Linked DNA regions of Capra hircus: region 2 is linked to region 1. A link is a contact called in public Hi-C data. All regions are on one chromosome and are shown on one strand. The core of a region is the stretch at or near the end of the contact, and the rest is flanking DNA. Distances in the headings are between cores, read along the strand shown.

Region 1 (6,168 bases), core at 977-3,476:
TGATGTCTACCATTGTTACATTTGGATTTTCTTCAAGGCCATCTTTTCTGACCCTTAAAAGCTATCTTCATCATCTGGGACCCTGGACCTGGTGGAGGAGGGGCTGGGCTAGATGAACATGGCTACAATCCAGGCCTAAAGCAGGGAGGTGAAACCACAGACATAAGAGAATGTGGGTCTGGCTGGCCATAACACATCCATACCTGGCCCTCATCCACTGAAACTGAACAGCTAATCTGGCATTTTGTCAAGTCTGATGGGAAGTTAATGATGTGAAAGAAAGACAAGTATACCCATGGCTAAGCTGTATGAAGCATGTATGTGGCAGAGGAGATGTTGGGGGCGGGGCTGAAGGAGGATGGGACAATTATTTTTGAGTGTAATATCCTGGACAGGTTCACAAACCTTTAGCCACAATTTTAAAATGCAAAATTTTGTGAAAACAGAGTGTCTTTGTTATTTTGCTACTAAATGAATTTGTTCCAAACCCTGACCTGAGCTGACAAGTCTTTTTCTGTCCAACTAAATGAGAATATTCATCTACTTTGCTGTAGAAATGGTTGTGTCTCCCGTATGCCACGGGAGTATTACCTAACCTATAGGATGCAAACTGCATTCCCTTTCTGAAAGCTGGATGGATTCTAAAAGACATTTGGCCCCAGAGTGTCAGGCTAAAGAACTGCTGACCTGCATACAACTCCCCAGACAGGTGAGTTCTCCAGATTTAAGCCTTGTATTATTTTCCCACATCATGCAGGTGTTTACCAGACCTCAGCTTTTCAATGATTTCTACAATATTATTTTAGTGGACACATTTACAGGGAACTAAACAGGACAAAGCTAAGAAACAGGCATACCATGTATGATTTCAGATATGCTGCCTTAAACACATGCGCTCATCTTTTCCTCTGTCACCTTTTTCACTGTCTAAGTCTGGGAGTTCTGACACTGAGCATCCCCAGTCTGGGCCATAGCAGGTGTACTATGCAGGTAGTATGAAAAACATAATGCTGATTTTCAAAAAGAAGCTATCAAACTGTGTTAATTTTTGTAAAAATGTTTAATTCTTTGAAAATTTTATGAAAAAATTAATATTCCGGGGCATCCCTGGTGGTGCAGTGGATAGGAATCCACCTGCCAATGCAGGGGACATGGGTTTGATCCCTGGTCCAGGAAGATCCCAAAAGCCGTGGAGCAATTAAGCCTGTGTGCTACGACTACTGAAGCCTGTATGCCGTAACAAAGACCTGGTGCAACCAAAAGTATCATTAATTAAATAAATTTCAAAAATTAACATTCCAAATAAAATGTCCATAGATATGCCTTTTAGCAAATGGAGACAGAAAGTGAGACAGAGAAGAGAAAAAAGACATAAAGATTAGCTCTTGCCTGGGACTGGCAGTGAGAATGCAGAATGAACACAAAGGGGCACAAGGGATCTTTCTGGGGTGATGGAAAAGCCCTAAAACTAAACTGTGATGGATGTCCCATAACTCTATCAGTTTTCTACAAATCTATGAATTGTACACTTAACATGGGAGAGTTTTATGTCATGTAAATTATACCTCAATGAAGATGTGGAAAAACTAATCCTAAATGTTGGGAGTAATACTGTTTATGTCAACACCTCTTCTTTTGTCCTGATGTTTCAAATTAACACCAGTGCAAACAGGGGAAGAAGGATGCAGTAAATGAGATACATTCCTGATCGTTAAGGGAAAAGGAGAAATTTTGCTCCCAAATGACTAATTTAACATCCAGACAGCAGAGATGAGTTCTTCTAGATATTTCCCCACATTTAGCAAATGAAATTGAAATTATTTCGAGTTTAACATGCCATGTGTGCCTCGCTAATTACAGCATACATCACATCAAACAATAGTATTTTGTTTACCACTCATCCTGCAAAGATGGCGGAAACTCCTGAGGATGATGTCATGGTCTTCCCCACATTTTCAGGACCTAGCAGGTGTTCAATATATGAGTTTATTGACTGGAAGGATCTCTTCATCAGAACCACTGAACACACTTCCATTTGCTTGAACAATATAAAGCAAATTAGAAAGACATTCCCTACTTTGTAGACCAGGGTTTCCCAAGCACAGCACTGTTGACATATTGGCCCCGGTAATTCTTCCCTGTGGAGGAGGGCTGTTTGGTGCACTGTGGGATGTATAACAGCATCCCTGGCTTCTACTCGTTTATTAGATGCCAGCAGTAGCCCTTGCATACCCCTCCCCGCCCCACCGACCCCCACCCTCGCCCAACAGCTATGACAACCGAAATGTCCTCTGGGTGGCAAAGTCACTCTTCCCTGAGAACCACAGCTTTAAACAGAAAGAGTATAATGAAGATCAAATCAAACTGTTGTGTTCACATTTCAGCAGTGCTTTTCATGTTATTACTTCCTAAAGCCAGTGAGAACATCAAAAAGAAAAAGCATATGACTAGCAAATGATAATTCTCTGACCATGGGCCTTGGCATTTTATGGGGAGAAGAAAAGAAGTTCTTTTTAATTTCCTTGTAAGTGTGAAGATGCAAAAGGCTTGTTCTGATCCAAGGCTGACAGTTTTCAGGATACGTGGAGCTGGAAAAATCCCTATGAGAAGGGTCCAAATGTCAAATGGCCTATGGCTGTAAAACAGTATAAAAGCAGCATGCTCTTTGCCAGCACTGGGCTGTTTATTATGAACTGTAGCTAGGGGAACAATTTTGAAAATGCTATTGAATATTTATTAAAAGAAAAGATCTACAATAATGCAGGTCCTGACCAGCTGCTATTAGTAAACCACTCAACCAGTTGGAAAGGTTAAGAACTGTGGTGGCAAAAACCATTAAGTGCAAGTCTGATCCTTTGGCATTTTGTCTTTTCTCAACCACCAGTGCTTAGCAATCCTCTTCCATACACCCTGGCATAAAATCTGAAAAGCTGTTATCCATATTGTATGCTTTAAATGAGTCCCTGAACATTTCAGTTTCGACTCTTACTTTGGAGATATTGGGAATTTCATGCTGATGTTAGATGCTTAAGATGTGTATTTTGGGCAAAATGATTATAATAAAGTACAGCAAAGAAAAAATTATATTACTTGACTGTGTTTTGTTATCAAGATTCATAATACTTTACTGCAAAGCATCATTATTTTTTATTTAGGAAAACAGAGAAATACACTCCTAACCTCAACACTAACAATTTAGGCCCTACTAATGACATCGTTGGTTTCAGCCCCTTCTGGATTTATCAGTCTATCGCATATGAGAAACGGCTATAGCAGACAGTTTAACTGTCAATTCCTAATATCTGAAAAGGAAGCATATCTTTTAAGGTTATGTTTGTAAAAATATTTATATCTCTGCATGTCTATTGGCAAACATGAGTAGGTTTAGGATTCTGAAACATTAAGCATATAATTCCTCAATCTGCTAAGAGAAAGAGCATACACAATATGCAAAAAGCCCTCTATTCAAACAAGCTGTGACTGTATACATAACTATGCTATTCAAATTAGATTACTAATTTAGACATGTTCTATCATGTCAAGTAGACACTAACATAAAAAAAATTCAACAGGAAGAAAAATGAGGTAAGGCAAACTTAATTAGTCTCTTTAGAAAATGAAAACTCCTAGTACATAATATTAAAATACATACTTATGGAAAGATCAGTAGGATTGCAGCTTACTCATCTTGGTGGTGAGTAATAAACACAGTATTGTCAAATCACCTCTACAGGATACTACCTCTGTGCCCTGGATTATCATATTTGCATTTGGATGAAACTGGGACACATGAGGCATGAAATGGCTAAACTAAGTTTCATTTTACCTCGTTTGAATTTTCTCACATATTATCATAAAATGCACTAAAATCACACATAAAATTCAATATTATTTGATATTATTATTTAAATTCTCATATGGCTATATTGTAATTTCTCAACTGCAATGGACTAAGGCTACTATAATACACCACGTGTAATGATAATTACTAGAACTAATATAGTTGCCTAACATTTTTGTAAAACTTAAAAAAATTTATAAGTGTATGGTGATTTTAAAAAATCAGCAGTAATAATAAAGGATCAACCCACCAATGCCACAAATGTATAAGCCCTTTTGGATTCAATTTTTTTCCACTAAAGCTAAAACGTAAAATTGGCACCATGAAGCTTGAAATTGAGATTTAAAGATAAGCACTGGTACCAGCATTTGCTACTTGCTAGAAATTGCTTTTATCTGAAAATTGCTATTTAGCAAGGCCCACAGATATTTTTTATGAAATAAATGTAGCATCATAAACTTTGCAAACAGCTGTAAGATTCCATGAACATTTCATGATTCTAAACATTTCTATATACTAATAGTTAATATCTGCCTTAACAGTAGCAAAATTAGGTAAATTTCTGAATATCTGAAGCTAAAATACAAGTTGTAAAACTAAAATAGGCCCTTTCGATTTATCCTGCATAATTTTACACTGCTTAAGAAAAAGACAAATGCTTTAATGCCTTGGCATTAAAAGGGGAACATGATAGCTGCTTTGGCAAGATAAAGCAAGCTACATCACTTAATGTATTTGGAGAATTCAGGAATGATATTATAAAAGGAAAACCAATAGTTTAAACTTAATTTGACTGAATTATATCACACACACACACACACACTTTTCACCTACAAAGGCCATTTTAACAATTGAAAAACAAATTTCCATTATACCAGACAGCAAGTTTAACTACAACAGTTTTACAGTTTAAAATGTTGAATGCTTTTCTTTTTAAACTTAGTTGCTTTTTAAGATAATGAAAGAAAAAGATGTTTGTCTCTAAAAAAAGCTTTCGCCCAGTTGGATTTGATTGCATACATTTGCATAAAGAATCTGTGGTCCATCAAATATAAAGACTGCAATCAATATAGCTTCCACTATTGGTGCTTTGAGCAGACTAATGGAAAAAAAAAACCTCTTAAAATTTTTTTAAAGTAGCTACCCCCTAATTTTTCTTTAGTAGCTAGTCATGAAGACACAAGCAACATAATGGAGTGGCAAGAAGCCAAAATTTGAAGTCAGAATGCCTTATTTGGGGTCCTAGGAGCTCTACCATTTATTACTTGTTATCTCCCCACAGTCACCTCAGTTCCCTCATCTCTGCAATGGGAATAATTCCACTTTTAGGTCAAAATGAAAGGAGCAAGGACTGATATGCATGATATTAACTAAAACACATGGTAATTATTTTCATCATCCCCTCAATACTCCAGCTTGTCTATGACTTAATGTTGCCTGTTTCTTACAAGGCAAGTGAAAATTACAGGAAACTGTACCTACTATAGGAGAAGGCAATGGCACCCACTCCAGTACTCTTGCCTGGAAAATCCCATGGACGGAGGAGCCTGGTGGGCTACAGTCTATGGGGTCGCTGGGAGTAGGACACGACTGAGTGACTTCACTTTCACTTTTCACTTTCATGCATTGGAGAAGGAAATGGCAACACACTCCAGTGTTCTTGCCTGGAGAATCCCAGAGACGGGGGAGCCTGGTGGGCTGCTGTCTATGGGGTCGCACAGAGTCGGACACAACTAAAGCGACTTAGCAGCAGTACCTAATATATATCAAATAATCCAGTGAGCCAAAAGGCTCATTAATAACTCTAACGAGATTGGTTCAAAGGTCCAACCCTCCAAAGATGCTGTAGCCATGAGAAAAACTTATTTTTGTAAACTATCAAATGATGGGTCATCATCACTGTCCCTTTCGGCGTGCTTATCCATGGGCATGACGAGACGTGCCTATTATGAGAACCAAGAATTTTATGTGCCGAGAAAGTAATTCTTTCATTCTTCCCACTTTCCCAAGTGCCCATGTCCTGCTGTTAATGAAGGAGAAAAATGGATGAAAAGGGAAAACAAGAAATGACAATTCTATGCTATAAGCAGCTTAAGATCGAAGATCGTGCTTTATTCATGATTTTATTTCTTATTTCTTTCCTTTACCCCACTCCCCATCCCTTTTCCACATAGTAGGTTCTTAATACTTCTTCACAAGCCTTGAAAGCTGTATGAGACACAGTCACTGTCCTGTGTGTAGTTACAAGCGCATTAACAGTCAGACTGTTCCTCTGCTCTCTGCCTTTTCTTTGTATTTCACTCCTTTTGTCACTTGGCTCCCATTCC
Region 2 (6,168 bases), core at 1,484-3,983, 110 kb before region 1:
TGCGGTATTCTTGCCTGGAGAATCCCACGGACAGAGAAGCCTGGTGGGCTGTGGTCTCTGGGGTCGCAAAGAGTCGAACACGACTGAGCAACTAACACTTTCATTTTTCCTAATACAAAGATATATTTTGATTAAAGATGAAAAACAACTTACCACCGAATTACAAGCATGGGAAGTTAGGAAAAAACAGAGCCAGAAGTCCTTTCACTTCCACCATGTTGCATGAGAAGCCACACCTAGTTGCAATAATTGTAGCGTGATTCTGTTCGGCTTGGCAGCAGAGGCGCCACCGCATTAATGCAGCTGCAGTGCCCTTGGACTGATGCTGTTTCAAGCTGAGAACTGCCCTCATTGTGTCTAGTGGATTCCAAAGACAGCCCTTGCATGCTCACAGGGTGGACAGGACCGCTTCCGGGCGCCCACGCACACACTCATCACAGTCAGGGTCAGCCAGCCACTGAGGATGGGTCAGATTCAAGGACCTGGGAGGGCACCTGTAAAGACTAACCCCTGCTTCTGCTGACCCCTCACCCGGAATGGAAGAAAATGGCTTTCACTTTACAGTTAAAGCAAAGCTTAAAAAAAAAAAACAAAAAGATGTTCAGGAAAGAAGTGGCACATGCATTTAAAATCCCATTAAGGCATATGTGATGGAGCGGAGCAAGTCACCTGGGGAGGAGAAGGGAGGGAGGAAGAAGGTGAGAGGGCTGAAGGCGCTGTGTGTGGAGGGGGCAAGGCGAACAGACTCCGCGCTTTTCTGGAATTCTCTTCGGGTTTACCACTCTGTCTACAGCTGACCTTACTCCATGGGTTACTTTGGGAGTTTAAGAATGATGTCTGTATGTACACGATACTTCAGTACATCTATTTTCTTCTCCTCCTTTGCTCAACTTTGGGAAGATACCACTCTGTTGATGGAGGTAGGGGAGGTGACTGTACGAGAATAGAAACCCCTGTGGAGATCCTGTTCTTACAAAGTGACTAAACATGGAAACTGTCACGTTCTTTGGACGAGGTCCCTGTTCATTAAAAAGGCTGTTAATATCATGACAGCCAAACACACTTCGAACCAGATACAACAGGCAACATGGAGTATTTCAGAAAATGCGGTAAGAAGATTTAAGATGTCACACACAACACACACATCCACACACAACGGACTATTACTCAGCTGCAAACAAGAATGAAATAATGCCATTTGTGGCAACATGGATGGACCTAGGTATTATCATCAGGCTAAGTGAATTAACTCAGAGAAGGACAAATACATGCTATCGCTTACATGTGGAATCTAAAAAATAATACAAACGAACCTGTATACAGAGTAGAATCAGACTCACAGAGAAAACAAACTTACAGTTACCAACATGGAAAGCAGGGGTTGAGGGGGGATAAATTAGGAGCTTGGGATTAACAAAGATATACCGCTAAGTGTAAAATAGATTAGCAACAAAGATTTACTGCATGGCACAGAGAAGTAGAAAACAATCTGAAAAAAACCCACATATAGCTGAATCACTTTGCTGTACATCTGAAACTAATACAATATTGCATATTGACTATATTTCAATTGAAAAATCTTGTTTCAAAATAAAAGGCAATGCGGGGTAAACTGCAGGGTCCTGAGTAGAGACATGACAAGTATATCTCACTCGTGAGCACGAGAATGTTTTCTCAACTTTGATGGCTGAGTGTTCTGACTAGGGCCCTACTGAACAACTAGCCTTGACTGGTATCAGAGGGCGTGGCCTCCAGGCCTCCATCTATCAGCCCCACTGGTCTCACGTGGCTTCCTTCTCAGGCCACGTGAGAGCATCAACCATTGTACAGATTCCCCCCCAGGACTCCTCGGTCCCGCTCACAACACCTGGGACACGTGTTACACTGCTGATGCCCGGGCCTGACCCTCAGATATTCTGGCAGATATTCAAGGCCCAGGGGCTTCCCTGGTGGCTCAGAGGGTAAAGTGTCTGCCTACAATGCAGGAGACCTGGGTTTGATCCCTGGGTTGGGAAGATCCCCTGGAGAAGGAAATGGCAACCCATTCCAATACTCTTGCCTGAAAAATCGCATAGACAGAGAAGCCTGGTAGGCTACAGTCCATGGGGTTGCAAAGAGTCGAACACGACTGAGCAACTTCACTTTATTATTCAAGGCCCAAGAATTTGTATTTTTAACGTGTGTCCTAAGTGATCCTGAAGTAAGCAGTTCACTGAAAACCCTGGGCTCAGAATTTGTTACAAGCCCGAAGGGAATCCCAGTGAGGTGGGAGTTACTTTTCAAGTCTTTAGACATTCAGAATTACTCAAAACTAACATAACATTGGAAAAGACCCTGATGCTGGGAGGGATTGGGGGCAGGAGGAGAAGGGGAAGACAGAAGATGAGACGGCTGGATGGCATCACCGACTCGATGGACATGAGCCTGAGTGAATTCTGGGAGCTGGTGATGGACAGGGAGGCCTGGCATGCTGCGATTCATGGGGTTGCAAAGAGTCAGACACGACTGAGTGACTGAACTGAACTGAACTGAACATAGCATTTGGCCAGGGGAATCACTGTAGATGGAATTAGGAAAGAGTGAGAGGAACATCTGTATGAATATGGCTTCTACAAGCTGTATCGTTTTCATTGGCTCATCCTAGGAAAGGAAAAATCTATTCCTGTGTTGGAGTCCCAGCGGGCAGGGGTAGTGGAATTCTGCAATCCACTGGGAGCCCTGTGCAGGGCATTTTCCTCCTTACAATGCCACGTAGCTAATGTGATTATAAGACCTAATGAACTGAGACTAATGCAATTTTGAAAATCTTCATAGCTAATGAAAATCACATCTTCTCCCTTAAGATTCCCCCCTCTTTTTTTTCCTGTTTGTAAATCATGAATGAAATGAAGTCATGGGTTAAGGCTGTGTTTAGGATAAGTCTTTTATAATTTGTACTTTGACATTTTAAATGTCACAGTGGTCTCCAAGTGGAAGGGTTACATTTGAAATTTACATTAGATGCCAATAAAATATAAACTTTTTGGAGAGACCTAGAATATGGATTTATAACACTGATATTTAAAAGAGAGTTGTTTTTCCTGCTAGTTCAAAGAATTTTGTATGTCATGGTGTCAATGTGTCACTCTGCCTCAATTTTCATTTTTTTTTTCTTCTTGAAATTAGAGAGCAATAAAATGAGAGCTAATATCAGGGTATGGCTTTGACCTCACCCCACTGCTCTGTCCTATGTTTTTACCCTTTTTGGGGAAGGAACATTTCAAAGGCATAAAATTGAGAAGCAGAGGAGTGGCCTAAGGTGAAATGGAAGATTGGGAGAGGTACACCTTACACACTGTGGTAAATTCAGGAAAAGGTCCCAGCCACCTCTACCTAACTGACCAAGTTACTCAATTTTAACTGTTATTTGTTAATAAAAGAAACACGATATTTATGGAGTATGCGTGCATGATAAGTCGCTTCAGTTGTGTCCAACTCTTTGCGACCCTATGGACTGCAGTCCACCAAGCTCCTCTGTCCACAGGGTTTCTCCAGGTAATACTGGAATGGGTTGCCATGCCCTCCTCTGGGGCATCTTCCCGACCCAGGAATCAAACCCATGTCTCTCATGTCTTCTGCATTAGCAGGCAGGTTCTTCACCACTACTGCCACCTGGGAAGCCCAGGTAAAACTATTCAGAACTTAAAAAATGGAATGTGGGAACTCAAAGAAACGTCGCACCTGGAGTCGAAAATTTGCATTTACTCTTCTCCACCACTGAGACTGTGAGCAGCTCTGATTGTACTAACAGCACAGACCTCTGGAGATGTCTCCCCAGAGATGTGGAGTGTGCACTGCGTAGCCATAATAGCACCTCTGTAGATGCGGACTGTGGAAATAGAACAGTGGACTTTGATCCTGAGAAAGCCACTGTTTATTTCTCATGCTTCTACTATAGGAAAACGTCAAGAAAAATAGAAAATATACTTAGAAAATGGAACAATAAGGTGTGTTTTCTGGACAAGAGGAAAACTCATTTAGAAAAATCGAAGTAGTCACACCTATTTATTGCTATTGGGAAAATAAGTTAGCATTTATCATTTTAGTTCATTAAATTAAAAAAATCTAAGCCAAGTGGCTTCATTCCAGTTCTTTTGGTAAACAGTTATTTCTAATGGTTATGTGATTTCTCAACACTAATTATAAAACAGTACATTATTATACTTTAAATTTAAGAGAGTCTTTTTTACATTATTTTTCTTAAGCTTTTCTCCAAACTCTCTGAAATCCTAATTCATCCAGTTTTTTAATACATTGTCATGTTCCTCATATTACATTAGGAACAAGCAAATTTTAGTGACACCTGGTCCACTGGCAGCCACTGACACATTGTGCTTCATCTTACTGAGAACATGACTGAGAATAATCATATGTGTGATATATATGATAATCATATGTAGAATATATTAATATTTATTAATATATACATATATGTGTGTATATCTAATTATGGTCTTGGTTTGCATTTCTTTCATGACTAGTGATGTCAAGCACTCTCATATACCTGTGGGCATCTCTATGTCTTTGTTGGAGAAATTTCTGTTCAGGCATTTAGTCCATTTTTTAATTGAGCTCTTTTACTACTGAGTTATAGGAGTTCCTGATATACTCTGGAATATAATATAGTGCAATATGAAGTAATATAATATACTATGGAATATAATGTATTCTGGAGCTCCTTTCCAGATATAAAGTTGGTAAATATTTCCTCCCTTTCCACAGGTTGCCTTTTCACCCTGTGGCTCGTTTTCTTTGTCATGCAGAAGATTTTTTTGAGTTTGATGTAATTTCACTTGTCTATTTTTACTTTTGTTGCTCTGCTTTTGGTGTCATATTCAACAGATCATTTCCTAGACCAGTGACATGACTTCTGATAGATTTAGTGTCAGGTCTTACACGCTAAAGATTTCAATCCATTTTGAGTGGATGTGTGGGTATGGTGTAAGATAAGGGTGCAATTTTATTTTTTTGCATGTGGATATCCATTTTCCCCCAGCACTATTTGTTGAAGAGACTATCCTTTTCCTACTGTGCAGTATTGGCAGACTTGTTGGAAATCAATTAACTGTATATGTGCAGGTTAATTTCGGGGATTTCTACTGTGTTTCATTGGTATATATGCCTGTTTTATGTCAGTACCATGCAGTTTTAATTATGTTTGCTTTGTAATGTATTTTGAAATAGGAACCTGAAGCTCATCACAGGATGAATTCATAAAGAAAATCTGTATATGTATACAGTGGAAAATTATTCAGCCTTAAAAACAGAAGGAAGTAAAAAAAGCAGAAAGAAATCAGATTCTTTACCCATATAGATTATTACAAAATAGTAAGGATCTGGAAAAGAATGAATATATGTATAACTGAATCATTCTGCTGTACACCTGAAACTAACACATTGTTTATCAACTATAGTCCAATTAAAAAAAAAAAAAACCAGAAAAAAAAAAAGAACAATTTTGGATGTTCTGCGACACTCACTACCACAAGTCTCTGATTCTGTAGCCAGGATCCAAGATACCAAGGTGTATGCTTCCAGCGCAGTCCCCAACTAGTACAGCTCCCCCTGACTGTGTCATAGTAGCTACCACCGTAAGATCAAGCAGGGCGGGGATAGGCTAAACAATAAAATTCCAGTCTTTCACATTATTATCCAAGTTCTAATTGGATGCCTTTTCCCCTAATTTGTCATTGGATATGGCTTTTAGATGAACTGAAGGCTACCTTCTTGCCAATGCAAACTGGAAGACAAATATCCTCTATCTTGCGGCTGACATTGTCCACTGTCATGGGCTAGCGGGTAGATTGGAAAGCAGCTGAACCCATTGACTAATTAACATCATAAAAGGTGTCTATTATCAAATATTAACAGAGGGAACTGTCATGATTTATCTGTATTTTTCTGTAAAACTATGAATTATATTGTTCTATTGTGTAGTGTATAAAGCTTTGTGTGATAAACTCAGAGATTTCAGTGCTTAGAAGGTTTTTTTTTTTTTTAAATCCTGGTAAGTTAGCTTTCTTTTTCTTATAAAAACTAATATACATATAAAAATCATATTTCCTTTTCTCTGGCTGGAAGCTAAATGCTGTAATTATCCTTCAATTATAGCAATTACCTTAGTCTAGC

What was found. Hi-C and Micro-C count contacts between places; a contact is called where the count stands out from the background.
Region 2: a contact with region 1 is called in a Hi-C map of blood, with 4 times the contacts expected there. The contact joins two enhancer-like sites. A contact is called at or near these places in 2 of 5 Hi-C or Micro-C datasets (both in blood).

Annotation. Positions count from the first base shown.
Region 1 is chr14:37,731,194-37,737,361 of ARS1.2, reverse strand. All of the region lies in intron 1 of PAG1 (phosphoprotein associated with glycosphingolipid-enriched microdomains 1), which reads right to left. Among named protein-coding and RNA genes, the nearest start is that of PAG1, 11 kb to the right of the region's middle. Within about 2 kb of position 2,226, at least 1 of the 5 cell types and tissues checked has an H3K27ac peak or open chromatin away from gene starts, as enhancers often do.
Region 2 is chr14:37,840,801-37,846,968 of ARS1.2, reverse strand. The region is part of intron 3 of PAG1 (phosphoprotein associated with glycosphingolipid-enriched microdomains 1); the gene reads right to left. Among named protein-coding and RNA genes, the nearest start is that of PAG1, 120 kb to the right of the region's middle. Within about 2 kb of position 2,733, at least 1 of the 5 cell types and tissues checked has an H3K27ac peak or open chromatin away from gene starts, as enhancers often do.